Regions from separate parts of the Mus musculus genome. Here regions 1, 2, 4 and 5 are each linked to region 3. A link is a contact called in public HiChIP or PLAC-seq and Micro-C data. All regions are on one chromosome and are shown on one strand. The core of a region is the stretch at or near the end of the contact, and the rest is flanking DNA. Distances in the headings are between cores, read along the strand shown. Region 1 overlaps Prep (prolyl endopeptidase). Region 2 holds the start of D030045P18Rik (RIKEN cDNA D030045P18 gene). Region 3 holds the start of Lin28b (lin-28 homolog B (C. elegans)). Region 4 has its middle 86 kb from the start of D030045P18Rik. Region 5 holds the start of Prep (prolyl endopeptidase).

Region 1 (3,760 bases), core at 1,165-3,664, 370 kb after region 3:
ACAGTGTTCAGATATCTGGTTAATCAAGATGCTTCTGTAGTAATGTCTCTTAAATGAGTGGGCGCGCGCACACACGCACACACACACACACACACACACACACACACACACGAATGCATGCAGACACATGAATGCATGCACACGCATGCAGACAGACAGACACACACACACACACACTGTTGACTCTTTTAACTTTATTTATTTTTTTTATTAGATATTTTCTTTATATACATTTCAAATGCTATCCTGAAAGTTCCCTATACCCTCCTTCCACCTTTCTCCCCTACCCACCCACTCCTGCTTCTTGGCCCTGGCATTCCCCTGTACTGGGGCATATAAAGTTTGCAAAACCAAGGGGCCTCTCTTCCCAGTGATGGCTGATTAGGCCATCTTCTGCTACATATGCAGCTAGAGACACAAGCTCTGGGGGTACTGGTTAGTTCATATTGTTGTTCCACCTATAGGTTGCAGACCCCTTCAGCTCCTTGGGTTCTTTCTCTAGGGGCCCTGTGTTCCATCTTATAGATGACTGTGAGCATCCACTTCTGTATTTGCCAGGCACTGGCATAGCCTCACACGAGACAGCTATATCAGGGTCACACTGTTGACTCTTGTTCCGTATAAGAGCCTTGCTACACTTTCTACCTGTGATCCTTTAATTTGGTCATTTCATAGACATATTCTAAGTATCTATATGTACAAACTCATGTTTTATTTATGTATATTAATGATGTGTCAGTAAACTCACAGAAAATGTCACACCAGACGAAGGAGACAATCACACGTAAGCATGGAACTATGCCACATATTACACATCAACAAGTGCCACAAATAATAGGAAGAAATCTTAGCAAAGGGGGCAGGACATGTGGTGAAGGTCTGTAGTTTTAAAAATAGCACTGGGGGAGGCCCCTTAGCACAGCTCACTGGCAATGCCTCAGAGCTGTCATTTCATTTGACATTATCTGTGTGTGTGTGTGTGTGTGTGTGTGTGTGTGTTATCTGGAGGCTCTTGGTATTTTCTTGTTACTTTCACTTATTTGTAAGTAGATTACTACAGACTTGGCCTTAACAGTGTTCTTGGGATTTGCTGTGCTCCTTGGATCTGTGGTTTGTGTATTTTAACAAAAGTACCTTTTTTTTTTTTTTCAGCATTTCCCCTCATTTACATTTTAAAAACACCCTCATCTCTATCTTGGCATGTCAAACAATGAGCTTCACTTGGTCCTGTATAACGTTTTCTAAAAGCCGTTGTAAATTATTTCTATAATTTTTAAAGTCTTTGCTAACTCATTTGCCATTTCTGAATCTATCCGTATGATTAAGGATTTTCCTGGCTCCAGGTCACATTATTGTGCTTCATCGGCCATGTGGTGACTTCTGAATTGGACTCTGTGACTTGGAACGTCGTCAGGACTTTTTCTCTCTAATCTGCCTGTAAAATGTTTTGAATCAATTAATTTTCTGGCAAACCAGTTGGCCCCATTCCCACTTGCTCTCCAGCTTTGCTGGCTCAGGTCTGCAGCCTGACTGCACAAGCTCTCGCTCTCTAGGGACCACTGACTCCCTAGGTGCTGATAAGGCTTTGTGACTTTTGTCATAACGCTGTCACCAAGCCTTGTCAAGCGGTTAGTGGTTTATAGCTCCTGGGTGTTGAGCTCAGCCTGAATTAGGGAGCCCCATTCAATGCGCATGCATCCTGATAGAAGCCACAGAGTGATCCAAAAGCAAATCCCTGTGACTCTTCCCAGGAAGTCGCCACCACCACACACACCTTCAGTCTCTCTGGATCCTCAGTTTGGTGAGAATAAAATGCTCAGTTTCATTCCCAGACCTGTGTGTGTGTGAGTGCGCGCATGTTGCGTGTCTGTGTATATGTGTGTGTATACATATATACATATAATATACATATACATACATACATACATACACACACACACATATATTTTAAAGACAGAATCTCATGAAGCTCAGGCTGGCCTTGAACTCACTATGCCACCACAGATGGCCTTCAGTTCCTTCCTGGTCCTTCTGGCTCCACTTACTGAGTGTTAGGATTACAGGTATGTACAACTACACCTCAAAGTCAATTTCTTTATGACCCTTTTTCACTTCCGACTGATCAGAGTCACACATTTCATTTCTTTTCTGCTTTTACTAAGCTAACAAACTAATGCTCGTCATGTTAGCCCCACCTTTTTAGACAGTCCTATATTAAAAGCATCAGTAATCACAATTATAATTTTATTAGATATTATGCAAAACAGCCTCTTTAACATTAATTAGTTCAGGCTTTTGTTCTCTTGTCCTTTGAAAACAGACAGAAACTGTGCAGCTGCTTCGAGCCAGGCCACATCAATCACAAGTGACAGGCCTTCAGCTGCAGCGCCTCAGTCAATGGAAAAACAGAACAGCAACGTTCGCGCGAGAGCACCAGACCTTGGCGAGCAGCTGCTTCTGGAGTATCCCAGGAGCATCCCAGCACCACCAGACTAACAGCCCCAGCAGGTCACAGTCAGTCTAAGGCAGGGGTCCCAGGGCACACCGCTGTCACAATGACAGTTAAGACAGGTGTCGTCCTCTTGGTGATCATCACAGAGTCGCATAATTTGCCTAACTGGAAACACCTTTGTATTTTCAACGTTCAAGCTGTCAATCTCAAAACTATGTCTACATGATTTTCCTCTGAATGTACAGATTAGAAAAAAATACCTTTCTCCACTAAAAATTAATTAGGAACAATAGTTCCTTAGCTTCTTAGAATACTTTAAGGTTATTTTAAAGATGATTTTTAGAGATCACTGTGAAGACAAACATTCTGCTAATAAGGTCTTTCTGACTCTAACAGATAAGCGGTGGGGTTGGGGGGATCAAGAAGCAAACAAACAAGAGAGTCAGGGTCTGGACTTTGATGGACAGCCTAAGTCCTCCTCTACAAAGTATTACTGTTTTAAGCAGTATGATAGTAGTTATAGTAGCCTCGCTTTCTGAAAGCAATCTGACTAAAAACACTGTGTGGAAAAGAGAAGCAGTAATGCTAGTCTGACCAATTATGAAATATGTAATTCCTAAGTTTCTAGTTTTCATACCCTTTATTTTATAAGATTTTAAGTCTTGCAAACTTCCTTAAAGTCATAGTCACTTTTGTCCTTGATAAAACATTAACACAAGCAAAACCCCAAGAATGACTATAAATGAGACAGTTATGTTCTGATACTAGATCTACCTACCTTCTTCACGGTATTGGTAGGAATCAAAGTTGAAAGTCACCAGTCTTACTACTACAAAGTTTAATATGTCAATATTCTGATAGCTGTATTCTATGGTGTCCTCTGGCCTATATTTAGAGTGCTGATTTAACCCAACTAGAAAATAACTAAGGGCAAAAAGAAAGCTAGCATCTGGGGCTTGCCTTGGTTCCAGCTACTTGGAAATACTACCAATAAAATGGAGACTGAGTTGAGTGCTGTCTCACCCCTGGAGTGAGCTACCACAGCGAGGTTCACAAACAAGACCTTTCTTAAAATAAAGCATATTCATTTGCCCAGAGTAGATGAGGGCACTCAGGTGTCACCAAAGGTGGCTGATTTCAGTAGGATCACCCAGCTTCTATTTTCTCTAACAAAGACATGCCACAAACATAGGTACTCAGTGGATCACAGCTAAGGACGAGTTTATTCAACCAGATTATTGACGGGTTACCCAGTGGCTGCCACTGAACTCGATTCTAGATTACACAGAAAACCAGGGCAGGGCTTTG
Region 2 (3,585 bases), core at 207-2,706, 340 kb before region 3:
TGCACATATGTTCATGCAGGCGAAACATACACCAACAAAACAAAAGCAAATAAATATTTTAAATGGTGATAGGCATGGAGAGACATGGACTTTGAGAGCAAGGGTACATTGTCACTCAAAACCCATCTGACACTGCCATTAATAACATAGCAAGACCTGAAACTTGGCCTAGAATTCTTCTCACTATAACATGCTATCAATAATATATTGATATATATAGCTTTCTGAAATAACAATCTACATGCAAAATGCCTTTCATATAATACTCTCAAAGGTCAGTTGCTGTTATTTCTGCTTTAACTGAAGAAACTATGGCAATGAGCCGTGCATGAACAGAAAACATCTCCACTTGGTCATCCTTGAAAAATGTGGTGTTAAAGTTTCCACTCACATTTTCGAGCTAAGCTATATGCCTGTACAGGAAATACAAATTATTAATAGCAGTTCCAGTATCTTATAAATGCAGAAAGTAATAAATATAAAAATGTTAAGTACACAGAGTCGATGATAGAGAGGATTTGTTTATTTGCACGATTTATGAAATTGTGACCTTGAAACTCTCATGCAAAAAAAAAAGCCATTAATCCCAATTTGTAAAGTACATGGGACCCACAGCAGGAGTGGTAATGTGGATAAAAGGCAATGTAAGAAGGCATAGACTGTCTTTTATAGCACATTTGTCAGCTTCCTTCCCATTAAGCCTGTTTTAAAAGGTGAGGTATATTTCTGACCCTAAAAAGTTAAAATTACTCACCCCAATCAATCTGGTATTGTACATTGAGATATACTGCCTTCTTCCACAAGTACTAAAAAATTTTATAAACCCTGAGGTAACCAGAGATGAATTTCTTAATAAAAATTCAATTTGTAAGGTTTCAATATTATTTACTTCTTGATTATAATTTGTGAGCCTTGCCCAATACAGCCACATAACTCCCTCCTCTGGCAGTGGAAGTTAAATTGATTGGGCCTGTTCACTAAATAACACATGAGCTGAACCATTTTTTTTTCTTCTCAAGTCTCTCATACTGCCTTGCTATTTACTTTCTGTCAAAATAATCCTTGCATGTCAGCCACCAGGCAAAACATAGACATCTATCTAAGAATTTTCCTCTCAGTTTAGTAAATGACTTTATATTGGAAAGTCTTTCTGCTCACGCAAAATTCACATAGAAGGGGAAAAAAAAGGTAACTCTGACATACCTGTTTCACCATTGTGGGAGGAAAAAATGCTGACACTGATCCTTGCTTCTCCCTCAGACCAAGGAATACGGCTTTATTTTGCACTTCCGGTGCTATTCATTCTCAATAGTAATCACCAGAGACTTAATTACACCTTCGTGTATGCCGGAGCAGAGGCATACAGTGTTAGTCCACAGGGTACTTGTGGGAGGGGCACATGGAGGCCCTGGAACTTTCCATTCTGCCTAGTTTCCTGGAATTCTGGCAGGACAACGGAAGTCCGCATGGATGCTGCACTGTTGGATGCTGGGAGCCTAAGAAGAAATCCCATTGTGTCCTCCCACAACCTTATCAGTTCAAGACAGAAATCCTCAGGCAGAGTCCGTTTCTCCAGCGAGGGACATTGCTTGGACTGAGAAGCCAGGCCACATGCGGGTCTGTAGTAGAATTGAAGCAAACTGTGCCCCTTGAACGACCTGTCTGACCAACTGTTAATCATTATCCAAACCTCAACAGAGGGGGGGAAATAACAATAAAGACCCTCAACTCTCACTGCACACGGTGGGATAAACGCAGGCAGCACCCAAGAGCCCAATAACACGGAGAGAGCAAAGCTGAAACTGGTATTTAATCTCTGGGGAGAGGAAAGAGGGCATAGAAAAGAGAGAACTCTAATTGAAACCGCACAGAAGCCCCCAGTCAGTGCTTCACGCTGACAGTCTCGAAGCCTGTGTGGAAATTGGCTTCACAGTCTTTGTTTCCTCTGGGCCACATGCTGCGAATCTGGTTACAATCATAGCTGTTATTAATCAGAACCGGGCTTGGGTTGCTGGCAAGTAAGTGGTACCAGGATGTAAGCTTTTATGTGCAGATACACAGGCTCCATTGACTTTGCCCTCAAATTCCCACATACTGCTCATCAATATGTACAGAATGCTCTCCAGAGCGGAACATCCAAGGCACGGGAAAGGCCAGGGAGACTGACCAGAGAAAGAAATTAGGAACGACAGATGTTTGACTTCTGCAAGGTCAGAGAGGCCGGTAAATAAGGTCCAGAAGCAGAGAGCCAAGGCTAGGGAGGTCTTGCCCATCAAACCTCGGCTCCAAAAGCACTGCAAAGTCACGTCCTGAGAGAAGATCAACAGCGCCTGAAGCAAGCAACTCTGGTGTCAGCCCAGAGCTCAGGTTCAAACACCTGGCTGAGAAGCCTCTGGCAAGAGATGACAAGTGTGGCTAAGTGGCAGACCATGTGCTCAGCATGCACAAGGCTCTGGAGTCAACTCCCAACACCAAATAAACAAACAGATAAATAAAAAGTTGGCAGAAAAGCCAAGCACTTGCTGGGGATTGGTGATTTACATAAAGGAGAGCAGCTTGGGAGTGGCTGACATATAAATTACATCTTTCTACAAATTCCCTGACTTCCTCCTCACCCCAACACCTACTAGTTGGCACAGCAGCATCTACACTCATTCTGGCTCTACCATATTCCCAGATCACTGGCTAGAGTGCTCACTTGCCTTTTTTCCTGGGTAGTTTCAGGTTCATTCTTACACATCAAACCAATATGGCTTCTTCAGTATGTGTCATGGCCAATTCCCCAACTGGGAGGAACCCCAGGTACGGACAAAACAGAGAATGGGAAAACCCCTCTATACATTTCTTATTAATACTTGTTTTTCTTGTAACACTCACATACACAAGATTACACAGGTGCATACCGGATGCACACAGAGACTCATACACCATAATTCGATGCTACCTGGAGAAACTAGTCATTAAAACATTCACCAGTGAATTGATTCTGTCTAGCCCACGCTGCTCAAAAACCTGCATTCCCTCCTCTCTCTTGTCGCAAGTTTGGCATATCCCCACCCAACCCCCACCCCCACCCGCTCTCCCCCCCCCCATCCCCCAACACACACACACACACTGCAGCTAAGGAGCACCACTCGTCACCTAGTGGCTGAAGGCACCATAAATTTATTCTTACATTCCTGGAGATGAGAAGTCTAAAGTAAATCTTAGGGGGCAAGATGTGTATTTTTGTCAAGCTCGTTCCCTCTGGAAGTTCAGAAGAGAACTTGTCCCTGCCAATTTTCATTTCCAGGGCCAGCGGGCTTTCCTTGGCTCATGGTTTCATGAGCCCAACCTCCTCTTCCAGTATGGCACCAGCTATACCCACCCTCATCTCCTGTCTTTCTTAAGGACCTCTGTGGTTGCATCAGATCCACCGGAATAGCCCAGAATAAGGTCTTTAAGATCTCAATATTCCTCTGGAAGCTCTCAGAGACTGAGCCGCCAACCCAAGAACGCACACGGGCTTGAACCAGACCCCCAACACCTATGTAGCAGAGGTGCAGCTCAGTCTCCATGTGGGCCCCCACCAACTGGAGGGGAGGC
Region 3 (3,666 bases), core at 1,013-3,512:
TCAGGAAATGAATGAATTGATAACCTCTGACACCAGTGACCAGCCTGGTGAACCCTACCTTAATACTTTGAATACCGGAGGCCCCTAATCAGGTACAACTGTGAATCCCATAACTGTACCATCCATTCCGGCTCAGCAGAAGCATTCCTACTTTACACACACTAAAGTATATCAGAAATTTGTTAGATTTAAGAAGGCAAGGACCCAGAATCCATTTACTGTGTGTTTGATTCTTACTAGTAAACTTCGATAACTAAAAACAAACTTGTAGATAAAATGTAATTCACCAGAAACCAAAATTTCTGGGCCCGTTAGCTTTTTGAGACTTTTGCATAAATATCCGGTAAACTATCCCAATTTTCCTGGATACTTTTCCAGGTTATTTGATATTAGATTTTTAAAAGGTATTTTATTTTAATTACAAAAAATAACATTTAGATTTTTATTGTTTATAATGTATAATATAACAAGTATGATAGTAATCCATTTCTACTATTAAGATAATGTTTAGTAAATGCTTGGTTGGCAAACAACTTCTTTAGAATGTGGGACTTGTTACTCTTGGAAAATCCCTTGGATTTTAAGGTTTTTTTTTCTCTCCACCAGCTGGCACATTGTTATCCTTCTCAAAATAAATAAAAGCTTGCCTCCTTCCTGAGAACAAAAAAGAAAGACCAGATTTAAAAAAAAAAATCTTTCCAAATTGATCAGTTTTGATTGGATACCATTTATCACAAACAGCTGAAAATAATTTATTTCTTTATGTATCGATTAATTTCAGATCTGAGTCAATTATTTTTAGGTTTTCAGCATGAGGAGGAGTGTTAATAGGTGTGCTGTGTGGACTTTTCATAATCCCAACATTTTAGTTTGTGTGAAGCACTGTGTGGGCTGGCTAGAGAGATGGGGTGAGGGGTGTTCGGGCATGGTGGGGGAGGGTCAGCTGGTAGCTTTGAAGAAGGGAAGTGGTATCTACAGTTTTTCTGTAAACTGCTTGTTTAAGAAAATGGGGGGATGGGGTAGTGAAAGACTGGTGGAAGCCTTATAATGTTTCAAAACAGGTAATTTATTTTAAAGAAACAAAGCACTTCTAGTTAATATACATTGGTTTTTTTTTTTTAAACATTCGATAAGGTGGTTAGTACGGTTACAAACACAACAAAAACAATTTGAAAAGCAAAAAGTGTTGATGCAGAGGGCCAACAGGAAGGGACAGGAGGAGCCCATTGCGTTATTACAGTCTCATGCATTTGACCGACCTGCTTGCTGGCAGTAGACCTCTAAGATGTCAGGGTCCACTTAATATTAGGCGGATTTACCTTTCCCCTATGCGCCCTCCCCCACCCCCCACCCCAGCAGCGGAGGCTTTTTTCTTTACAGTCGCCTCTCCTGCATCCCTCTTTACCTCCTTGCGCTGCCCCCCCTGCCCCCCCCCCCTGCGCTGAGTCTCCTGCTCTTGGGGAACAATCACCGCTGATTGAGGTTCACTCTACGTTAGGCTGGAAAACTGGGCTGTAATTTAGGAAGTCATTAATCACATCTCCTCCCCCGGAAAGAGATGTCGGAGAAACCTGTGAAGTATAATTTCTTCATACTTCTCAAAAATGTTCAGATATGAGCAACACTATTTGATAGGAAATTAGTAGTGATTTTTTTCAGTAGGATTTTATTTCAAATTGAAAAAAAAATCAGGTTGAAATTAGTTGTGCTTTTGCCTTTTGGTAGGTTTATGTTACCAATATCTGAAGTTAATTGTTATATAATTAAATTTAAGTTTGGACTTAAGAATTGCGTATTTTCCTCTACAAATTAAATATTAATGTCCCTAAGGTGGTTTGGTGCTGTGAAATAGCAGAATCCCTATGGGGTGTATATATGTGGGGAATAATAACATCAGTTGCTTTATTTAAATGGCTCCCCTATGAGATTAGAGAAGCTTGTGTGTAGAGCAGGCGTGTGCACATACACTGCCTTTTTAAACCAGCGATTCACAAGGGCCCTTCGTTTAAATAATACAAAATCAGCATTCTGATTAATCATAAAGAAGCGTCCCAGATTGTCTTTAAGATAACATGTTTGAGTTTTTCGTGCTCATTCATAAATTATTTTGATGTCAGCACAGATGAAATGGCGATTGGTTATCTCTTCCTCTTGCCAGCCCCTTAAGGATCCGAGGTGAATTAGTAGCAAGAAAGCATGTAATTGACAGAGTCACGTGTGCTCAGGGGCCAGAAACCGGAGAGAGAAGAGAAAAAAATCAAAAGAAGGAAAGCACATTAGACCATGCGAACTAAATTTGTGATCGCACAAAATCAAGATGTTAGACTGATGCTGAAGATCACTCCGGTCCAAAGGGAAAGTTTTCATCTCTGGAGTTTGAAGCTGAGGGCCGGTGGGGCAACATGGCCGAAGGTTAATTTTCTTTTCTATTGTTTTACTGTGATTCCTCTCTTCTTTTCTCCCCTGCTTCTCCCCACCACGTAGTTTTTCACCCCTTCTCTCCTTTCCCCCATTACCCTAATACTGGGCATTATCTCCCCACCCCCTTAGAGTGCCGTGGGGCTTTGGCAAAACCTATTGTTACAGATCTCCAAAATGTTTTGTACCGCCCACACTGATTCACAACTTGGAAAGCTTTCAGAGGGCTATTGTTTGAATTGTGTGTGTGTGTGCATGTGTGTGTGTGTGATTACGTGTAGTTTCAGTTAGTGAGTTCAAGAAAACTTTTATACACCTGCCCCCTCCCCCATTCTACCCTAACTTTAATTGAAAGTTAGGGGGAGGGGAACGCACATTGCAAATACCCCGGGATTCCCGTCTGCCTCATGTGCATTAACCAGTAGCCAGCCATCCTTAGGATTTCTCTTTTTTTCTTTCTCCTTGCTAGGAAAAGCAATCTCGCTGAAAAATTACTCTTTGTAAATTGGAATAGTATTAGATCAGCAGCCTGTGAGTGAAGTGTCAGAAGCTGTAACCGTAGAATGTTGCCGAGAAAGGAGCCAGATGAAAAAGTCTGCGGCTGTACGGAAACGTGGAAGCTGCTGTGAGCAGTGCAGCAATGTGGCTTCCCCTCCCTGGCTTTGCTTTTAACCCTTTTTGTTTCAATTTTTTTTTTAAGAAGGAAAATGTTTGCCAACCTTTTGTTTTTAATCTTCATGTCTTCTTTTCCCAAGCAAAACTTTTTGTTTAGATGAGCACTGTATAGAAATGCAGGCTAACTGACTTTTGTCCTCTTCCGTGTCAGGCGGGGCAAGCAAAGGTGAAGAGCCAGAAAAACTGCCCGGGCTGGCAGAGGACGAACCCCAGGTTCTGCATGGCACTGGCCACTGTAAATGGTTCAACGTGCGCATGGGATTCGGATTCATCTCCATGATAAGTCGAGAGGGAAATCCCTTGGATATTCCAGTGGATGTATTTGTACACCAAGTAAGCCAGACTTTTTAATCCCTTTTTTACCGGATTCCATGCTTGGGAGTTGGTGTGTAGTTATGTTAATATATATAGAAAAATGTGCTTTTAAGTGTATTGTAATACGGAAATATTCGATAAAAATCAGGTGATTGTCCAGTTTTCAGATGTGTCCCTGCTGGGGTATATTTTTATAAATAGAAAATGAAGGCTGGTACTTCACTGACTGGTACAACATAACTCGAGTTGATATTATTT
Region 4 (3,552 bases), core at 602-3,101, 420 kb before region 3:
AGTAGATGCTCTGTGTGTGTGTGTATGTGTTTGTGTGTGTGTATGTGAGTGTGTGTGAGCATGTGAGCAGGTGAGCGTGTGTGTGTGTGTGTGTGTGTGTGTGTGTGTGTGTGTGTAGGGCCTCACCCAGACCCCCTATTAGAACTGAGGCACTTGCTGCCCCAGCAGATTCAAGGTCAAATGGCAATGCCTTACATTTGAATCTGCCTCTAGGATTTTCCCTCAAAGAGAACTGTCTCCTAGAGGTTGTTCCCTCCCCATGGACGATGTGAACATGCAAAGGCGCAGCTCTTTTGTCTTCATTTGGGACTGGCTGTGGAAGGGCTGAAGCCGCTGTTGCAAATGTGTTCGATTCAGCTTCTCCCTCTGCCCATTTCTGCTGACAGTCCCTCAGAGACTCTTCAACTAAAAACATGACCAAGATAAGGATGTTCCATGTGACTGTACATCTCAGAGTCTATTTCCAGGAAAAGTTAATGTAAGACACTAGATCATCTTGTTCCTGTGACCAAAACCCTCCAGTGACTCTTCAGTTCATATGAAAACTGACATTGTCACTATGACCTAGTATGCTTACATGACATGGCTCCTGGTACCTCATCTACTGTTGTGCCACCACTCAGGAAAAGCATATATCCAGATTCTCATTTTTAGAATGCTCTCTTCACAAATATGCACACAGTTTACTTGCTCACCTACCTCTGAGCCTTTCAATTCCATTTTTTTCTGGAATAGTCGTCTTCTTACTTTTTACTTGGAATGTACACAGAATCCTGTATCTTTGCATCACTAGCATGCCACTGCCTTGTTCTAAGCCAGTATCCTTTTTCTCCTGGATTCTCCCAATAGTCAGGAACTATCTTCAGACACCAAAGCATCACTGTACTTTCAATTGAACTTTCCTGCATTACACTTAGCTTGCCTGACCTCCACTATAACACTCTTACTTAGTGGGTTTATATCTTTCTCATACCACTAGAACAATTCCTGTTTGTCTATTTCATCCTCTATGCTTAGAATACTAGACATAAGATGAAAATGAATGAATGAATGAATGAGTGAGTGAGTGAAGAGTGCCAACAGTGTGCTAAGCACCACCGGACACATTTACATACATTTAGCTCTCCAACAAGTGGGAGAGAGGATGATGATATGTGCCTTTAAACTGTGAAAGCAGAGAACATTTCACATCAAAGGAATAATGGAGGCCAGATGTGACCTCCTGGCTCCAAACTCAAAGCTGTATTCCCAGTAGCCTCCCAAAGGCACTTACACTACTTTGTTTCCAAGTAAATCTAATCCTCTGTGAAAGACACTTCTAAGAATAAGGTGCAGAGACCAAGACAGAAAACGTGATCTCAACCCATGTTAGAGAATGCCTGTGTCCTTGCTACTGTAGTCAAACCACAAAATGAGTTTAACAGGGCTAGCTTCTAGATGTGCCCTCTGGGACCTGATTAACATGGAGGTGACTCACAGCGCACACAATAACATTTGGACAAGTCCATGGCAGAGTTTTGTTTCAGCTCACTGTCTTCCACTTAGCAAAAGAAAGTTTTATAAAGGAAGTGGGAATATAAGAACTTTCTGAGGTACAGTAAGGAGGAAGAGTCCTACCCAGCACTCAGCACCCATTAACTTCAGAGAGAACATCTACCCTGGATAGGCAGGGCAGGACATGATACAAATGGGAAATAAGCCTGACCCCAGGACAGAAGTCTTGTGTTGTACACACATGTGGGTCTGATGGAGTCTATTGGCATAAAAGCAAGGTGGGAATGCTCTAAATCAGCTTTTACCATCTAAGGATGGTCACACACAAAGCATGCATTGTGGCCACTAATGAAAGACATGTGCTGGAGCAGTTACACATGGCAGCAGGCTGAACACTAATGACATGAAACAGCTACAGTGCCTCTACACTGACCCCTGTGAAACCTCAGGCCTGACTTATAACAGGCAGAGCTAAACCAATTTATCACCAAATTATGCATCATTTAATAAAGACTGGTGTGACTCAACCTGCCAGGCAGGAATGCTGAGAGTGGAGGAAATGGCCTCTAAAGGCCCCTCTTCCTTGTCCTAAGCGCATCTTTAACCCTTCAGTGATTATGGTCTGCCTAATGTAAAAGTCTAAACTTCATAAACTGTCTAATAACCTTAGATTAGTCAGACCTTGGAATTCCCAGAGTAACGGACTTGAAGACTACAACTCTTTAAAAGTCATTGATAATAGATTAAGTGAAAGAAGTCTATTCTCTCTTGAAACATCACTTACATTCACACACCCAAAGCAATTGTTGACTTTACCAGTGTCATTTGCAAAGTTGTTATCATAATATATTCTCATTTACAATAAAAATTACTCCTACAAATTTTATGTTCTACCCGTAGCTACTGATAGTTCTACCCTCTACATTTTCAAAGAGAAAAGTTCTAGAAACTTCACTACTGTCCTTGAAATGTAAAAATCCACACATTATCACACACACACACACACACAAATATCTCAACAGAAGTCATTCATGCGTGCCTGAGAGTAGACACAACCACATCAGGTTATAGACTACAGGGGCAAATGACTTAACAAAACTTCAGATGAAGCCAAGGGAATTACAGCAATTTCTATCATCAGCTCCATACAAAACCTTTTTAGTAACAGCCACAAAGCCACCAATAGATATGCCCTAAGAAGTTAGAGAATAGTACCTGTTTTCTTTCTCTTCCAGATATAATTGGTTTTTATGAGAACAACGTGCATCCTGTAGAAACATTTAGATTTCTGAACTCTTATAGGCTCTTTGGTCCTTCATGTTGCACCAAAGACTATGTGTCTCTTTAATGAAATCACGAAATGGTGAGGGAGCCAAAAATACATTTTGTAATTAAGCTCGGCGACAATCAACTATATGAAGACAAGCAATAGTGGTTTTCTTTCTCCTGAAATTTCCATTTCATCTGACAGTTCTGTTTCTACATCTCATTCCTTCTCCTTTTTCTTCCACCATAATAATAAAAGTATCAAGAATTTCTAATATATAAAGAAAATTGAAAGGCTCATTCATGTGCCAGAAAACCTGTTTCTAATCATGGGGGTTGTCATGGTCTTTAGGTTTTATTTTTTTTTCTTGAACTATTTTATTACTTAAGAAATGTTAAGGAAAGATACCTCAAAAGAAAGACAGACCTATTGTAAGCATTTTTGTATGTATTGACTCAATATGTGCTCACAACAGCTTCAGAATAAAGGCCCCTTTGTTATGGTCATCTTGCAGCCAAAGAAGCCAAGGCAGGGAGTGGAGGAACGCACCAGGACTGCTAGTTCCAAATGGTGGAGGCCGGAGTCAAATCAGGGCAGTCAGAGTGCAGACTTAACCACATCTTGCAGCCTTGAAAAAGGCAGTGAGAAACCCAGAAGCTTTCATTGTGGTAACAAGGCAAAAAGCAATCCTGCTGTCTCTGTGCCCTCAAATAGCCTGACTGAATAATGTCATCCCTTAACCCATTTCACAAATTTGTAGAAAATGCACAGTGTTCTCTTTCTGTGATGTC
Region 5 (3,583 bases), core at 510-3,009, 400 kb after region 3:
GAAGGAACAGGGCATACTAAATTTTAAACACTCCTTTCACAGATGTGTGTGAACTTTTAGAAAACTTCATAAAATCCCTATTTAACCCTTTCAGGAACTGTTAAGTACTGATAAACTACAAGACTGGTGCAGATTGGAGTAAGGAAAAATTAAGCAAGAGCCAACACTACCTTCACTCAACTACCGGGTCCAAAAAAGAAAAGAAAATCCTAAGACTATATTTATCAAAGCCACAAAATGGTAGTTATACACACACACACACACACACACACACACACAGGTATAATACATATTATTGGTAACATATATACATGTACATATGCTAACCTGAAAACCGAAAAGACACTCAAGACTCAGAGTCGGAACAGTTTCACATCTTTGTACCTGGCCCACGGCAGAGCTCGGCCATCTAGATGACAAGTCAAGGCCTGTCAGCCTTAATAGTCCATGTATAAAAGGGGGCCTCACACATGAACTCACAACAGGTAAGACTTGCCCAATGTCACCCAGGTAGTGAGGGCCACCAACAACAGCATTCAGGTTGTCTGGGAGTTAACCAGTCCCCTTGAAGATGAATTCAATGAGCAAGCAGTTAAACCAACTGAGAACATGGTTCCCAGGGGTCACCCATTAATGCAGCACAGATACTTGGACGTTCACTTGAAAAGGAGAAGGTCTTTAACACTGAGACTTTACCTCCATGTGTGATGTGCTGAGTTCAGAGTACATTTTCTGTCATGAACCAGATCAAAGTAAACAGGAAAAAAAATAGAATGGTATTATACAAAAATATTTTTACTTTGATTCTATTTTAAGTAACCTGAGAAACCAGGTTGTGACTACAGGAATTGGGGTCCTAATGTTTGGATTCAATCCACTTAAGTCCCAAACTACTTTTTACACACACACACACACACACACACACACACACACACACTTCTGAATTTCACTACCTGGGTCTCAAGTTACCTGCAGTTCACCTGCAGCTTAGGTAAACAGTTAACTCCCAGCGGGGAAAACTTTCCTTGCAAAAGGCCACCCCGTCTTAACTTCCTTTCTTAAGCGAACCTGACTGGCCCCAGCACACTGTGGGCCCACTGCTCCTTCCCCAACACTGCCTCCCTTATTTGCATCCCAGCAGCCAACGTCAGGCACCCGATTCGGGACAGCACAGCCTTAAAGCGCAATGAATGAGCTTCAACTCTAAGGACTTGCAAATTCCAAGTTCTCAAAGTTTGCTTTTGTTTTCAAATCTTACATCATTTTTCCCACGCACACACACCAGCATACACTTGGTGCTACCACCATATTTAAGCCAGACTGCTTCTCCTCTTAGAAGCACAGGGGTACGTTCTGGCTGCCCACTGGCCCCAGATGCCCATGCCTGCCCGGGGGGTCTGTCCTTGGGGCCGAGCGGCGTTGACCACGGGCGTGGACACGTGGGCCGAGGCCGCCCGCTAGGTTCAGGCTGGGAGGAGCCCCGCGACCCGGGCGGCTCCGCAAACAAAGGCCGGGGAGCGGCGCGGGGCGAGCGGGGGCTGCGGGAACCGAGCTGCGGGAGGCGCGGGTCGGGGGGCGCGGTGAGAGCGGGGTACTCACGGAGGTCTCGTCGCGGTACACGTCGGGGTACTGGAAGGACAGCATGGCCGGATCCGGGCGCGGGCTGAAGGGGGGAAGTGCGGGCGAGGCTGGGCGCGGACTGCGGCGGAGGGCGGCGTGCGAGCGGGCGAGCGGACAGCCGGCGTGCACGGGCGGACTCACGGTGGGGCAGTGCGCCAAGCAGGAAGACGCTGTCGGCAAGGCCGGGAGCCCCTCCCCGGCGGGCGGGCCCAAGCGGCGACAAGAGGGAGCGGAGTCGCCGCGCGGGCGCCGGAACGGGCGCACAGCTCCCTCTGCAGGAGCACCAGCCGCGCCCGGGCGCACGGAGGAGCACGCTGGCGACGCCGCGCCACGCCGCTCGGCGACCGGCCTCCCGCAGCCCCGCGCTACGCCGCCTCCCCTCCTTCGCGCCCAGGAAGGAAAACTTTGCCTCTTCCCTGACCTAGGCCGGCTTTCCCCAACCCGCCCGTCCGCCTGCCTGCCACCAGCCACTCTGTATATGGAAGAAGAAATGCTTCAAGGTGATCGTGAAGGAAGTACAGCTTCCTCCCTTAACCCTTGATGGACACGGACTGCTCGGCCTCCAGGCTGAAGAGGTTCTTCAGAGGTGTTGCCAAGACAATGGATGATCCCTTGTTGGAGATTTACTGACTGATGGGGAGCGAGGTGAGAGAACTTATGGTAACCTAGGGTCCTTGTCTGACCCTATGGCTCCTCCCTTCTGCTTCGGGTTTTGTATTTTGAGCAACACTGTTCCTGAGTTGTAAAGAGACAAGATACCTCCTGCCTGATCTCAAACCCATCATGAAGACTGACTGACTACACTTCTCTATCCATGGGCCTCCTTTGTAGACCACCCAGAAGAGGCATTGTAGCCCCAATTTTCAATGTGTATAATGTGTCCTTGCCTTCCTACTTGCCATGGGAAAGATAGGGCCATCAGTAAAAGTCTGCATTATAAGAGAATTCTCACTGTTGGTTTCTAACTATTAAGGCTCATGTTGCAGGCTAGCACTACTGAACCCAGTCGCCAGGGGCTGCCAGGAGGTCTAGCTCCTGCCATCTCTGTGTGCAGTGCGTCATAAAGATAATCCCAAGGACACTTGACTCAGAGAATCCCCAGATAAGCGTTGATGCCTCCTTAAATGTTGATTTGAAAACTGTTATTGTCCCAGTTTTACAGTTGAGATAAACTGGAACTTTGTTTTGCTCAGTTTCACAAATAGTAGGGGTGGAGAAGAAAAGAGAGCCAGGATTCAGTCCCTGAAGGCTAACATTTCATTTCTACCTGTCCGACGTCTTCCCCCTCAGAAGGCACATAGAGATGCAGTTTGTTTGTAGTTTACAAGGGCATCCTTTTTAGCAAGAGAAACTTGAGTTTGACTACTTATGCTAGAAAGACTGACAAGTGTAGCAGCAGCTCATTATTATTATTATCATTATTATCATTGTCCCTGTTGCTGTGATTAAAAAAAAAAAAAAAAACTCTGACTAAGAAAACAAACACAGGGAGGAAAGGATTTGTTTTTGCTTACAGGTCAACATAACTCATTTGTTCTACAGCCCAAGTCTACCTGCTCATGGATGGTACTTCCTAGAGGGCTAGGCCTTCCTATATCAAATAGCAATCAAGAAAATGCCCCGCAGACATGCCCAAAGCAGATCTGCTAGCGGCAACTCTTCCATTATTCCTTCTCCCCCAGTGGGTGTGTGGAACTCACAAGCCATGACAATACTCAGGGAGGAATGGAGCCTCTGATACCATTCACTTTCTCTCCTTAGGGTCAACCACGTGTCCAGCTCCTTGGACCTCGACAGCTGAAAACCTGCACTCCCTGGTTGTATACCCTTCATGTTTTCCAGGTTCTAGATCTGTGCTGTCCCTTTAATCCCGTAACAAACTCTATTTAACAGATACAGAAAAATCTCAGCCACCTTAAAGCGCCTAAGTCACCCAACACTAAGACAGAACCAAGGCTCCCTT

The links. A called contact is a pair of places that touch in the nucleus more often than the background predicts. HiChIP or PLAC-seq counts read pairs in DNA pulled down with a chosen protein or histone mark.
Region 1: an H3K4me3 HiChIP or PLAC-seq map of stem cell-derived neural progenitor cells shows a contact between it and region 3, with 13 read pairs. The contact joins the enhancer-like site here to the promoter of Lin28b in region 3. A contact is called at or near these places in 1 of 39 promoter capture datasets (pre-B cells) and 2 of 115 datasets of contacts at active chromatin or transcription factors (pro-B cells and stem cell-derived neural progenitor cells).
Region 2: an H3K4me3 HiChIP or PLAC-seq map of embryonic stem cells shows a contact between it and region 3, with 4 times the contacts expected there. The contact joins the promoter of D030045P18Rik here to the promoter of Lin28b in region 3. A contact is called at or near these places in 10 of 39 promoter capture datasets (the C10 cell line, cranial neural crest, embryonic stem cells and 6 more), 8 of 484 Hi-C or Micro-C datasets (the N1E-115 cell line, cerebral cortex, cortical neurons and 3 more), 6 of 115 datasets of contacts at active chromatin or transcription factors (differentiating embryonic stem cells, embryonic stem cells and stem cell-derived neural progenitor cells) and 1 of 9 other capture datasets (embryonic stem cells).
Region 4: an H3K4me3 HiChIP or PLAC-seq map of embryonic limb bud shows a contact between it and region 3, with 3 times the contacts expected there. The contact joins the enhancer-like site here to the promoter of Lin28b in region 3. A contact is called at or near these places in 2 of 115 datasets of contacts at active chromatin or transcription factors (embryonic limb bud and pro-B cells).
Region 5: a Micro-C map of embryonic stem cells shows a contact between it and region 3, with 6 times the contacts expected there. The contact joins the promoter of Prep here to the promoter of Lin28b in region 3. A contact is called at or near these places in 5 of 484 Hi-C or Micro-C datasets (the G1E-ER4 cell line and embryonic stem cells) and 1 of 115 datasets of contacts at active chromatin or transcription factors (embryonic midbrain).

The regions. Positions count from the first base shown.
Region 1 is chr10:45,102,070-45,105,829 of GRCm38.p6, reverse strand. The region is part of intron 6 of Prep (prolyl endopeptidase); the gene reads right to left. Among named protein-coding and RNA genes, the nearest start is that of Prep, 37 kb to the right of the region's middle. Within about 2 kb of position 2,414, at least 55 of the 459 cell types and tissues checked have an H3K27ac peak or open chromatin away from gene starts, as enhancers often do. A contact at or near this core is called in pro-B cells and stem cell-derived neural progenitor cells, where this site is marked.
Region 2 is chr10:45,805,575-45,809,159 of GRCm38.p6, reverse strand. D030045P18Rik (RIKEN cDNA D030045P18 gene) reads right to left here and starts at 1,456. Exons shown (of 3, transcript NR_040624.1): 1 at 1,204-1,456.
Region 3 is chr10:45,468,797-45,472,462 of GRCm38.p6, reverse strand. It overlaps Lin28b (lin-28 homolog B (C. elegans)), which reads left to right and starts at 2,262. Exons shown (of 5, transcript NM_001031772.2): 1 at 2,262-2,412; 2 at 3,245-3,426. The coding sequence starts at 2,403.
Region 4 is chr10:45,892,395-45,895,946 of GRCm38.p6, reverse strand. No RefSeq gene overlaps it. Among named protein-coding and RNA genes, the nearest start is that of D030045P18Rik, 86 kb to the right of the region's middle. Within about 2 kb of position 1,851, at least 32 of the 459 cell types and tissues checked have an H3K27ac peak or open chromatin away from gene starts, as enhancers often do. A contact at or near this core is called in embryonic limb bud, where this site is marked.
Region 5 is chr10:45,065,392-45,068,974 of GRCm38.p6, reverse strand. Prep (prolyl endopeptidase) reads right to left here and starts at 1,759. Exons shown (of 15, transcript NM_011156.3): 1 at 1,600-1,759. The coding sequence starts at 1,644. It also overlaps 2310075K07Rik.